Linked DNA regions of Mus musculus: all the other regions are linked to region 3. A link is a contact called in public Hi-C and promoter capture Hi-C data. All regions are on one chromosome and are shown on one strand. The core of a region is the stretch at or near the end of the contact, and the rest is flanking DNA. Distances in the headings are between cores, read along the strand shown.

Region 1 (4,182 bases), core at 1,424-3,923, 330 kb before region 3:
GAGATAAGATTTCAAGAGAGGGATTTAAGATGTGTTTTAGGAAAGAAAAACAGCTTGAATTGCAAGTGTATTTGCAAGGAAGCATAAGTGACAAGTGGGATACTGGAGAACTGAGGCTCGGGCCAGTGTTCAAAGAGAGCATCAGTCATTTAGCAAAAGATGAAATAGCATATGAGTTATCCGGGTTGCACAGACCTTTAAGAGGTGTAAAATGCACTGAAAATGACCTCCTAGAGCACAGAGGGCCAACTGGGCTACTATAGTAGCACAGAAGGCAGAAGAGGGTTACTTCACGGGAGGTGAGAATCCACAGCAAGGCAACAGCTAACGTCAGGGAGACTTTATGATTTTTACTTTATTTGCTGATTAGATTTTAACTGAAGCCAGTGCTTGAGAAAGACGAGAAGGGCTAAATTTAGGTGATTCTGAGACTGGAACTGCAGAAATCTGAAATCAAAAGCTACATGATTTAAGAAGAAGATGGAAGATGGGCCTGTTCTGTTCTGAATGTGAAATGTCCCCCATAAGCTCATGTGTTTGGACACTTGGTTCCTACTGGTAGTAGTGTTTGAGAAAGTTGTGGAATTTTGCTAGGGGGAGCCTTGTTGGAGGAATTGGGTCACTGTGGGTGGAGTTTGAGGTGCTGCAGTCCCACTTCCTGATTCTCTCTGTGCTTCCTAAATGCCTATGCACTGCTGGCAGCCAGCCTCCTGCTCCTAGCATCACACCTTCCCTTCCTGCTTCCTTCTCTTCCATGCATAATAGACTTCAACTCTTTGGATCAGAAAGATGGCTTACAAATGCAGACGTAAGTGCTCCCTTCCCACTTATTTCTTCCTTGGTGCCCCGGCATAAGGCATTCCATTGCACTGAGAGAACGTTCTCTGACATAACAAGACTTGCCACATACGTAGAGCTCCTGGGGAAGCGGCTGAGACTGAATCAGAGGACTCTGTTGCTCATAACTAGATCTGTGTAGCTTCTGATTCTTATCCTTTCTAGTTCTTTCCCCATTGTCCTTTAGTTACATGTTTGACCCAAGAGATTCCAAATTAAAGGGTGGCTCGGGTGTTGACTGCAGTGTTTTGTATTTGTTACTAAAGAGAGGGAGGTTGAACATGAGATGCTGCCTTACTAATTTCAAGCTCTTTAACTGTGAATTTATTGTACCTTGAAACCCTTGAATTTACTGGACTCATATTAGGCTGCCTGTTAAAGAAAGTCATTCCTGGGTGCTAGAAAGATGCTTGCTGGTTAGAGTGCATGCTGCACTTGCAGAAGATCTGAGCCCAGTTTGTACCTCATCCAGCAGCTCACAGATATCTGTAACATCAGCTCCAAGGTGTGCTTCTGACCCCCACAAGCACCCAAGCATGTGTTCCTACACACAGAGGGAAAAGAGCACACACATACATACACATACAGAGAGAGAGAGACAGAGACAGAGAGACAGAGAGAGACAGAGACAGAGAGAACAGGAGAGAGACCTATACACAGAGAGAAGGGACACACATAAACATATACACACATACACTCACACACATCTATACACATGTACACACACATACACATACACTCAAACATATATACACACAAACATACACTCATACACATACATATACCTAAATACACACACCCACACATATACTCATACACATATATACATATAGATATGCACACCCATACATAAACACACATACACAGCTGAATATATGAATATATATACATACATACATATATATATGAGAGAGAGTGAGAGTGAGAAAGAGAGAGAGAGAAAGAGAGAAAATGAACACACACATCAGAGAGAGATCTTTGAGGGTTTTCTGTTTGTCTTTAAGAAACCCACTCCTACTGCTACATGCTCACGTGGCATCTCAAGGCATATCCCTCTTCCTACAGGGAGGACTTTCCACACAGAGCCTTTACCCTGCTCACAACTTCCTTCAAAGCATTTGTCTTTCAAATCCCTCTTTTCTCATTTCCTCTCCGATGCAGCAACCCCTCCCGTGGGTGCACAACAAAACTCCAGGAAGCTGCAACCCAGGCTGCACAGGAAGCAGAAAGCCATGGAGAGCCAGGTCTCTTGCATCAGACTGGTTTATTAAATAATTCATTTAACAACTTCTTCCAAGACCCTGGTGCTACTTAATTACTTGCTTGCTTTCTTCTCTCTCTTTTCAACTTTCCTTTAATTGAAAATCCAAGCCAGGCATGTCACAGCCTGGGAAGTCAGATCGCTTGGAGACATCTTCTGACTGTCTCATTAGGTGTCCAGTCACTGAGAAATGTATGATGCTTGAAGAAAAGGATGCAGTAGTAAACAACTACATAAAAAAATTAGATTTTCCAACAATGCCTAACAAGGAAAACAGAACTCAGTTTTGTCCTTAATGAGGGAAGCAATGTCCATCAGCCATACTGGTGTTCTGGGAGTGCAAGCATGATTCTGGCAAATGAAGACTGTAACACATTGTGGTATCAGTAATAGTCAGGACACACACCAAGATGAAGACATGACCTGTACATCCTTCTTACCTTAAGGAACTGTGAGAGCAAGTGGAGAGTCTGAACTTTGTAATTTAAGAATGGCGAGAACCCATGTAGCAATTTGAGTCTGAAATAGTAAACCAGTGCTATGAGTCAGGAAAATGATTTGATTTGCATAAAATTTTGTGGGTTTCAAGAACAGCTGGGTTCTTAGGGTTCCCAGACACAGTGATGATGCTCAGCAGTGGCCAAAACAGATATGCCAGAAACCCACAAGTTCTTTGTAAAAATGCCTGTTCTGAGGGCTACAAATGCTTACCTTAAACAAACAAACAAACAAACAAACAAACAAACAAAAACCTGTTCATTACAGAAATAAAAACGAAAATTCTAGAGAATCAAAGTGAAGCCAAACCACCCAAATAAAACAACCTGACTCCACCGTGCCACTGAGCATTTGGGGTTCATAAAACTCTTCCAATTCTTATACAAGTAGCCACTGCTCTATGGAGCTATGTTTTTCTCAAGAGGAAAATGGAGCTTAGAGATGCTCAAATGTTTGGGAGTGCCATCTTTCCTAGGGCCACACAAGCGTCAGGTAGGAAGAATAGAAGTTCTGTGCTTTCCCAGGGTTTAAATGTATGGCATTTTAGCTCTTGAGTCAAAACTGTGATGATGGATAAGAGGCACAGATGGGTTGAGGAGCTGAGGCTTGGGCTAGAGTGGGAGGGGCTACAGAGTTGCTGGGCTCCTCCTGACCCTGCACAGGGATCTCTTTGCTCAGCATCCTTGAAGTCATGTCCTGGTATCATCCTAGCCCTGTATTAGCTTTGGAAACCTGGATGAAACATTGATGGTCCCTCAAGAGTGGCTATGAAGTCACTACTGCAAGCAAAGTGCTCAACATTCTGAGTTTCAGTCATTGAATTGCTCCTTTACAATTTAATTTTCCTTTCAACTCCCATGGTTCATCTGATCTATCAGCTTCTGTGCTGGTAAGTACAGAAAGAATCCATGCAAGCACCATGACTAAGTCTTTGAAGTACAGCCTAGAGGATGAGTCCTAGAATTAAAACTAATTAATGCTGTTTCTATTACTATGACTTAGTTATGCACTAAATCAAAGCCACAGCTCCTCCTCTCTGTCAGAGGTACAACCTCATCCAGCTGCAGGGAAGATCTAGGGCATTCTCATTACTTTGACTTAACGAACTGTATAGGCTTTATAGTCTGCGGTCTGTGTGTGTGTGTGCATTTGGATGTGTATGTTCATGTATATGTACATGCTTGAGTATATGTACATGTGTGCGTATAGAGTGTGTGCTACGTGTCTGTGCCTGTGTGTATGTGTATGTATGTGCATGCATGTGTTGGGGTATGCATGTACGGGTCTGTCTTGTTGTGTGTGTGTGTGTGTGTGTGTGTGTGTGTGTGTGTACGTGCTTGTATGTGTTTGTGTCTGTGGTATATGTGTATGTATGTATATATATATATACTATATTATTATATATTATTGGTAATAATAAATTATATTATTTATATTATATATTATTATATTATTATGTATATATATTACTGATATATATATATATATGTGTGTGTGTTTGTGTGTGTGTGTGTGTGTGTGTGTGTGTGTGTGTGTGTGTGTGTGCGTGCGCATGCGAGCGTGTGTGTACGTACGGGCTTTGACTT
Region 2 (4,055 bases), core at 1,275-3,774, 270 kb after region 3:
GTAGGCATGGGCTGTATGAATTATATATACTTTTGGTTGACTGGCCCATTTCTTATTCAAAAGTTTTCTTATCTGCACTTTTTTAAAAATTATTTTTATTTTTTGAGACAGTATCTCTCTGTGGGGCTGTCTTGGAGCTAGCTATATAGACCAGACTAGCCTCGAACTCACAGAGATCCTCCTGCTTCCACATCCTAAGTGCTGGTATTAAAGGCAGGTACTACTACCATGCTTGGTTCATCCATGCTTTCTGGTCCTTGACATAGGAGTTTCTGCTTGTGACACCCTATATAAGCAAATAGTAACCAGCCAAGTTATGGGCACAGAACATAAAACAAGTAAAGGTATTCCTAAATAAACTGAAGTGGTAACTTAAAAAAAATAAACATTTCTATACTTTGTTGCCCTTCCCACATAAGGGGTAATGATAGGTGAGACTACAATTCCAAGAGAACTAGAATCCAGCAGTTATGAAACAAGGAGACACTGTGGTGGGAATGTAATATATGAGTGAATAATAACAAAATAATGAATAAAGAAACAAAATCAGGAAGTATGAAAGGCAGTGGCAGCAAAAGGGAACTGATAAAGTCTGAGTGGAAATAAACTGAGGGGCCTTTGCCATTGCTTGGCAGGCAACCATCCCTGAAGCCCGAACCATTCCCTGGACTCTTGGCTGGGAGTAAGTCTTGGCTATCACTTGCATGAGGCTCTTTGACCTCAAACCTGATGTCTGTAGTCTAATCCGTAGCCAGTTTGAAACCAAGAATACATTGCATCCAGGAGCTGATTCTGATCAGGTGCTTTTGCTGCTGTGACCATCCAGGAGCTCTTCCACTTCACCTCTGGCTCTCTGCCTGCTCTGTTTCTCCAATGGGTCTCCTCCAGTCCCACCCTCAGCTTCTGTGTTTGTGATTTTTGCAGCTATTGCTCTGTAGACATGCTTGTCTTGAATTAGCAGTCTTCCTGCCAGTCATTTAAGTGCTGGGGTTATCGGCGTGCACTATCACACCTGGCTCTTTTCACCATTTTAGTCTTTCCTATTCCTCTCTACATTGTTGTTTTTTTTTTAGATAAATAAAAAAGTAGGCCCACTTCATATAATCTAGGTTAAGAGAAAGAGAAACTTCATTCACATAGTAAAGTACCTTTGTTGTATTTCTCATACAATGGGAGGAAGCTTAGACATTCTTATGATCTTGCCAATGGTAGGCATTGGACAGTGCTTCTAGCCAATCAGTGGGTGGTGGTACTATGATGCTTCAGTTAAAATTGTGAAGGAGGCTATCTTCTGTTCCTCCTCAGCTAATGAGCTTGTTTCTGCAGCTTCTACTTCAGGTGTGCTCTCTTGGGCAACTTGTCTAACATGCCCCTGATATGTACCCCTATAGGGATCAGTACCAGAAATGATAAAGGGAGTGAGCCAATGAAAGACATCCATCATCAAACATCCAGAGTTCTGTGTAATTGATATGACCACCTCATACAGGCTCTGGTCTTAGGAAATTGACAGGAATAGTCCTAGGAATGTCAGATGGGTCAGGAAACTACACCTTGTTCCATACACTGGAGCTTACATCTCTGCTGGGGCTCTGATACACTGGGCTGAATAGCTGTGGGGTTTTGATTTTAGTTTTAGTTTATATCTAAATTATATTTAGATAGATTCCCAAATATTTCTTGTTGTTGGAAGTTTTACCTTCCCTCTTTTCCCTTTGTTCTTTTATTTTGCTTAGTTTCATTTTGTTGAGACAGTCTTGTTATGTAGCTCTGGGTGGCCTCAAACATGCTATACAGGCCAGGCTGGCCTCGTGCTTGGCATCCGCCTGCCTTAGGGTAATAATTACAGACTCTACATAGGTCCTGGCTTCTTTCTTTGCTTACGAGTCCAATTCCTTGGTCAACCACAGTTAGCTTTTTTAAACTCTCTAGAAATGATTTCCCGAAGAAGATTCAAAATTGAATAGGTAACTTAAATTCTTGAAACCTATCTACCCACTGGGGATATGAAGCCCAGTAAGGACTTAAGCATTTGAGATGCAGCCATCCACTGAATCATCTAGACTGAGCTCCAGGGTAGAATATATTCTCTTAACTCCATCTACCTGTTTGATTAGATTCTAAAATCCCCCTAGGTAAAATTCAAGGGGTCCTTCCCTGCGTCTTCTCTGCCTTGACAACTCCATATTCCGGCATATCTCCATAGGCATCTCTGACATTTAGTGCTTCTTGTCAACTTGACAAGGTGCCAAATCACCTGTGAGACCACTCTGTGGGCATGCTTGTGAAGGGCTATCTAAATTAGGTTGGCCTCTGGCCATGCTTATGCGTGATTATTTATATTAGGTTAACTGAAGTGGGAAGACCCACTTTACTGTAGGTTCAACCGTTTCATGGGATGGAGTCTGGATGCATAAGGATGAAAGTGAGCTGAACGTCAGTTTTCATCATCCCTGGCTTCCTAGCAAATACGACAAGCAGTCTCAAGCTCTTGCCACTGTGACTTCCTCTCTGTGGTGAATTACATCTTCCTCAAATTATAAACTGAAGCGAACTTTTACTCTCTTCCATTGCTTCTTATCCGGTATCTTGTAGCCAGTAAAAAGAAAGTAACAGAAGCAGCAACTTTCATGTGGTTGTCTATTTGATTTATGTAGGCTAGGGAACCAAATCCCTGTGTCTTGAGCTTGGTGGTCAGGTTCCCTCACTGGTCAGAAAATCTCTCTCACGGCCAGCTGAAGTGTTCTCTACTATACATCAAAACTCTCTTCCATTTTGCCTGTTCTAACCAAGCTCTTACCAGCCTGTGAGAGCCAGAGGGCACAGTGGCTCCTCATGGGCCATCCAGTGGAAACAGCAGAAGCAGCTGCAGGGGGCTGCAGCTCATAATGGGAAATGCAGAGTTGAGCAGATGGATCTTACATTTGGAGGAAATGCCTTCACATGACCTAAGTTCCTGCTCTAAAGAGAACCATTCACACAGCAGAGAAACCATAGCGCTTCCAAAGGACAGAGATGTGCTTTGTTCTCTCTCATCCTCTCAAGTAAGGCACAGGAAAACTCAAGCAATGGCAGGGCTTCAGCTCAAAAAGAAATGTGAAACAAGTTCTATCTGTGACCTAAATGGTAGTATGCATTCTTTCTCTCTTCCTTTTTACAACCACAGGACAGGGGGAGAATGGTAGTAATTTAGTTCTCATTAATAATAATGACCTTTATCTCCCAAGGAGGCAATTATTCCTTACAATCTTATTATAGTTTCAAAGGGCATATCACATCTCCTAACAATTTCTGGTACGTAAACACATTTGAGCAAACATTCCATCATGTTCCCTTCCTGTGTTCCTTCATGCTTTTCTTATCCTTGCTTCTGTCCTTCTATTTTCCTACCGTCCTTCCTCAGCCAACAAACTTTTGATGACATGACAAGATCTCAAGTGAGCTTACCAAAATTCAATTCAATTCAGCAAATGCTTGTTGGCTTCCTTTCCTGGGCATAGGTATGTGCCCTCAAAATGAACTACACAAACATCAGCCCTTAGAAGCTAATGATTTTAGGAGAAAAATAAGCAGATGAATCAGAAATAACTAAAGTATAAAAATTACAGTAAAAATGCAACCATAAGGGACAAAGGAGACCGCTCAGTCTGCAAAGTGCTTGCCATGTAAACACGAGGTCCTGAGTTCAGATCCTAGAATCTTAGACTCCATGTAATGTTGGACATGGCAGTGTGCACCTACAGTCTTATCCTTAGGGAATCAGAGGCAGGTGGATCTTTGGAGTACATTGGCCAGTCAGCCTAGCCTAATTTATGAGCTCTCTGTTCAATGATAAGAGAGCCTATCTCAAAAAATAAAGTGGAGAGCAACTGAAGAAGACACCTGATGTTAATTTCTGGTCTGTATGCATGTGCACACATGTGTACCACAGGCACACATGTGTACACATACATATGTTATACACATTACACACATAAATAAGACACACAACCATAAGTTTATGGGCATTCGAGGATGTGCAGTTTCCATGTGGGACTTGAAGTATAGTGGGGTTT
Region 3 (4,195 bases), core at 1,038-3,537:
TTCTGTGTGTGAGGATACTTGCCTTATATCCTAGCACTCAGAAGCCTGAGATAGAAGTAGAGGCAGACATGGATGTCTGTGAGCTAAAGAACAGTCTTATCTACAAGACTTGATGTGGTAGGACAGGTTGGTAATCATGGGGTGGGGTGGAGGGCTGCCTCTTCTCTGAAGAGAAGAGGAGGGGTAATGAGGGGAGAGATTTGAAAGGGTGGGGCTGGGAGAAGGGGAAGGGCTGTGATCTGGATGTAAATGAATACGTGAATGAATGAATGAGAAAATAACAAAAAAACTTTAAAAATATAAGAACCATTAATAGTTCACAAGACATATAAAAACAGACATGTCTGGATTTGTCCCACAGTCTACTATCTACCACTGTTTTAAGTTGCTGAGACTTTCAGGCTCTTTGTTGTCACAGCATAACCCGTCCCGTCCTCACTACCCTGTGCTACTGTCCCATCCTGACTGATGCAGTACTTCCATTTGCAGTCTAGCCCTCACTGTCCTGCATCATCACCACAAACTCCTGAAGGAGGTTCCCATCCTTCCAGCTCACCTTGCTGGTGGCAGCACGTGTCTGTTTACTCAGAGAGCAGAAGCTGTGGCCTTTTGCTTTATATGCACCCTGTAGTTACCTGCTTCACAGTAGCAGCATTTGGTAAGCATCAAGCCTTTGATAAATGTCACGTAGAATCAAGTATGGCCTTGTTACTACCACCAACATCAAACCAGGTATCACTTGTCAAGGACATTTATACCCTTGAGCAGGAACATTTGACCTTCTAAGCCATACAAAAAAGCCGATGTCTGAAATTATTACCTAACATTATATGAGTTTTGTGTTTTGTTTTTCTTGTCTTTATTTGGGTGCCAAGAAAGCAGGAGAGGTGAAATTTTCCATTAAAATATGGACATTTGAAAAGGCCAAGCAATATAAAATTGTAGGTTCAGGCATGTGTTCCTCGGGGCTGTTCTGTGATGTCCCAGCACAGTATGGGTGTCACATGGCAGGTGGCAGCACTTAGAGCTGACTGCTTTGCCCACTGTGTGTTTCCACCTGTGCCTCATACGCCATCAAAATATGCAGAAGCCCTGCCTGGGCATATGTCATTGCCTGTGTGCAGATGGTAGTTTTCAAATAAAAACAGATTCACAAACTGAAAGCAGAGAGACTGTGGTCGGGTTGGAAAGGAGCAGCACTGCCTGCCCAGGAACATTGAGTCTGATGCCCAGTGGTGGGAAACCAACGAGAAAAGGTCTTTAAGTCCATGCACATGGACTATGCTGGTGCTCCCAACCATTCCTGAGTAACAGCAAACTACAGTGAAATGCTTACTAAAAACAAATGCCAGCCAGCCTCAACACATACACTGAGAAGGAGACTATCTGGGTTCCCCTAATGGCTTTTTATCTTGTTTTCTTGTTTGTTTGTTTGTTTGTTTGTTTGTTTTTCAATTCACTTTGCCCCATTCACCTCTGACTTCAGTTGACAAATATGTGCTTCTTTTCTGAAAGTAAATAAACTTTCCACCTCCACAAAGAAAACCCCACTACAGAAAGTTTGCCCCTTTGTGGAGGAGACATGATGAATCCACCCAGGCAGCTATTGCAAGCTCTGGCTCTGGTGGCTTCAGCCTTGCGGTGACTGCCCCTTTGTGGTAACATGTTTCATCAGCTAAAGCACCTTTGTTAGCAGCATTGCCAAGTGCAGTCACACACACACACACACACACACACACACACACACACACACACACACACTTCATCTACCTTCCTGAAATATGGGGGGGGGGGATTGGTGCAATAATATTTTACCATAGTACCTCTTAAAACTAAGTTATAGCCATATTTTAATCAACTTTGATAGATATTGATAAAAATCCAAGACACCTATTGCATTTAAGATATTGTTAAAGAGTTATGTATTATTGTGTTAGTCAGAAAATCATCTTCTACTCCCTGATGAAAATGATATCATGCCTTGTCCTGGTTACACCATCACTGTGGTAGAAAAAAAAATCACATTGCAGCAAATCTGCCCCTGGGCTATTCCTTCCGACTTCTATGGGTCTAGTTGTCTTATGCTCCCTCACACAAGCTAAAATGTCCAGAAAGTTAGAGACTTAATAACTGCTAAGTGAAACTGTAAGAAGTATTAAGTCAGTGGATTGGCAATAAAGCAGCAAGAGGCAGAGAAAGGAAAAGGAAGCGGGCAGTTGCTCATTCTTCTAAACCCTAGTGATTGTTTTAGGGAGCCTGGCACAAGCTGAGGATATAATTTTACAGTTGCAGAGTCAACATAAAAAGGAAGTGTGTTGCTATGCCTACTGTTTATACCTAATTAACATAGCTGGCCTGTCCACTTCCGGTTTAAAGAGGGACTGATCAAGCTTATCTCCTGCAGTTCTCAAAGCCTTGCTAAAATATGGGTAGGGGGCTGTCTTTGAGAATGAGTGTGGTGACAGGGAGGAAAGAGCTGTATCAACGACACCTTGGAAGATGGTGAGGAAGGAGGAGCATAGGGGACAGACCTGGCTGTGCACACTTTCCACACCTCTGAGAAAAGAAAGAGCAAAGGCCATCCAAAGGTCAAAGTCATGGACCTTGTAGAGCTAAAGATGGAGTCCCAGGCCCCCTCCTACCCACACAGTGCGCACAGAGATTCAAAATTCAAAAGTACCACAGCCAACTAGGCACCAGCCAGCAGATGGCTATATCCAAGGGAACTCGGTGAAAATCCAAATTGAATATGGTCCCCTGAGCCTGCCAAACACATGGCTCCCACAATGGCAACACAGCAGCAGGCTGAGGGGATAGGCCAGTCCTGAGACAGTTTCTTTGGAGCAAGGCTTGAATGGATACCAACTTCAGGATCTCTGAAGAAATCTCTACCATGCTACAAGTGCCCAGGTAATGGACCTAGCTAGAACACAGAGTGATTCCAACAACTGTTTCCAGTCTCTTCTGTAACATTAAAGACAGCCCTTCTATACCAGAAGCATAAGGGGAATATCCAACAGGAATAAAAGAGATCAGACTAAGCAGCTAAGCAAGGGGGAAACAAAGATGGACCAGAAAATACAGAAGCTATGCGGGCTGTTGAGGAAAGAAGTCTCCCTTACACTGGGGAATAAAAGCCAGGTCCTTCTAGGATGGAACAGAGAACATTGTGGAACATTCAGAGATCAAAACTACTACTAAAAGTCAAATGGTCAATAAAATGACTAAAAAATAAATCTGAAGAAATAACTGAGGTACAAGTAGAGAGAGATAAGACACATAAACTTTTATGCTAAATAAAGGCCCATACAGGACCAAGGGTGAAAGGAACACCCTGAAATTTTCCAAGGAGATATAGTAGCTCATGAAAGTTAGACTGGAACTCAGATTCCTATCAGTTGGACAGGATCTGGAAGCAGGAAGAAACGCCTTCAAAATCAGGAAGGCCAGGAGCTCCTGGTGCATAGCTGAAACTTCAGTATTCAAGATGCTGATGCAGGGGCAAAGAGTACAAGCAAATGGAAAGTTCCAGAATAACAGCTGTGCACCAGACAAAAGGGAAGTTCAGTTTACACTGTTGGTACAGCTACAAGAGTAGGGTGTCCAGGAATAGAAAACTGGCAGTTTCCCTGATCTACACTGTAGACACCATGCAGATAATACGCAGCATCATTATGAGAGAGCTGAAAAGAGATAAGGGTGGATACATAGAAACACAAGCAGAAAGGAAGGCAACTATTAGCTTGAAGGAAAACAAAAAGGTCTATAAGAAAGGAAAGGTAATTTGTCTGGGCAATAACTGTACACTGATAATGATGTAAACACTGAGTATTGCTTTAACCCTGAGCTATACTGACAGCATGTAGATGGGCCAACTGGGAATAGGAAAACTAAACCATCATGATGAAAGTCAAATACCATCTGGAAATGGAAAAAAAAATGGACCAGGTAACTTCATAAGCATGGTCTCACTGTTTTATTCTGTAAACAATTTCAATGTGTGCCATGAAATAAAGTTTAAATATAAAAACTAAGCTAAAAAATAATGGAGTAGATTCAATATGTTTAAATACAGCAAGGAGATGACTATAGTTATTAATCCAGTAAGGAAATAATATGTACAGTTAGCTATTATTATTTCTGCTATGAAATTCAAGCTCACAATTTTAATAATACCCTTTGACTTATAAATTGA

Evidence for each region. A called contact is a pair of places that touch in the nucleus more often than the background predicts. Capture Hi-C pulls out chosen DNA fragments and counts their contacts.
Region 1: a Hi-C map of muscle stem cells shows a contact between it and region 3, with 1.8 times the contacts expected there. The contact joins two enhancer-like sites. A contact is called at or near these places in 2 of 484 Hi-C or Micro-C datasets (embryonic stem cells and muscle stem cells).
Region 2: a contact with region 3 is called in a promoter capture Hi-C map of adipose tissue, with 2.4 times the contacts expected there. The contact joins two enhancer-like sites. A contact is called at or near these places in 2 of 115 datasets of contacts at active chromatin or transcription factors (the NIH/3T3 cell line and embryonic stem cells) and 3 of 9 other capture datasets (adipose tissue, liver and pancreatic islet).

The regions. Positions count from the first base shown.
Region 1 is chr14:15,202,317-15,206,498 of GRCm38.p6, reverse strand. No RefSeq gene overlaps it. Among named protein-coding and RNA genes, the nearest start is that of Gm31658, 100 kb to the left of the region's middle. Within about 2 kb of position 2,673, at least 1 of the 459 cell types and tissues checked has an H3K27ac peak or open chromatin away from gene starts, as enhancers often do. A contact at or near this core is called in muscle stem cells, where this site is marked.
Region 2 is chr14:14,598,645-14,602,699 of GRCm38.p6, reverse strand. No RefSeq gene overlaps it. Among named protein-coding and RNA genes, the nearest start is that of Slc4a7, 100 kb to the left of the region's middle. Within about 2 kb of position 2,524, at least 57 of the 459 cell types and tissues checked have an H3K27ac peak or open chromatin away from gene starts, as enhancers often do. A contact at or near this core is called in adipose tissue, where this site is marked.
Region 3 is chr14:14,868,768-14,872,962 of GRCm38.p6, reverse strand. All of the region lies in intron 21 of Nek10 (NIMA (never in mitosis gene a)- related kinase 10), which reads right to left. Among named protein-coding and RNA genes, the nearest start is that of Nek10, 50 kb to the right of the region's middle. Within about 2 kb of position 2,287, at least 43 of the 459 cell types and tissues checked have an H3K27ac peak or open chromatin away from gene starts, as enhancers often do. A contact at or near this core is called in adipose tissue and muscle stem cells, where this site is marked.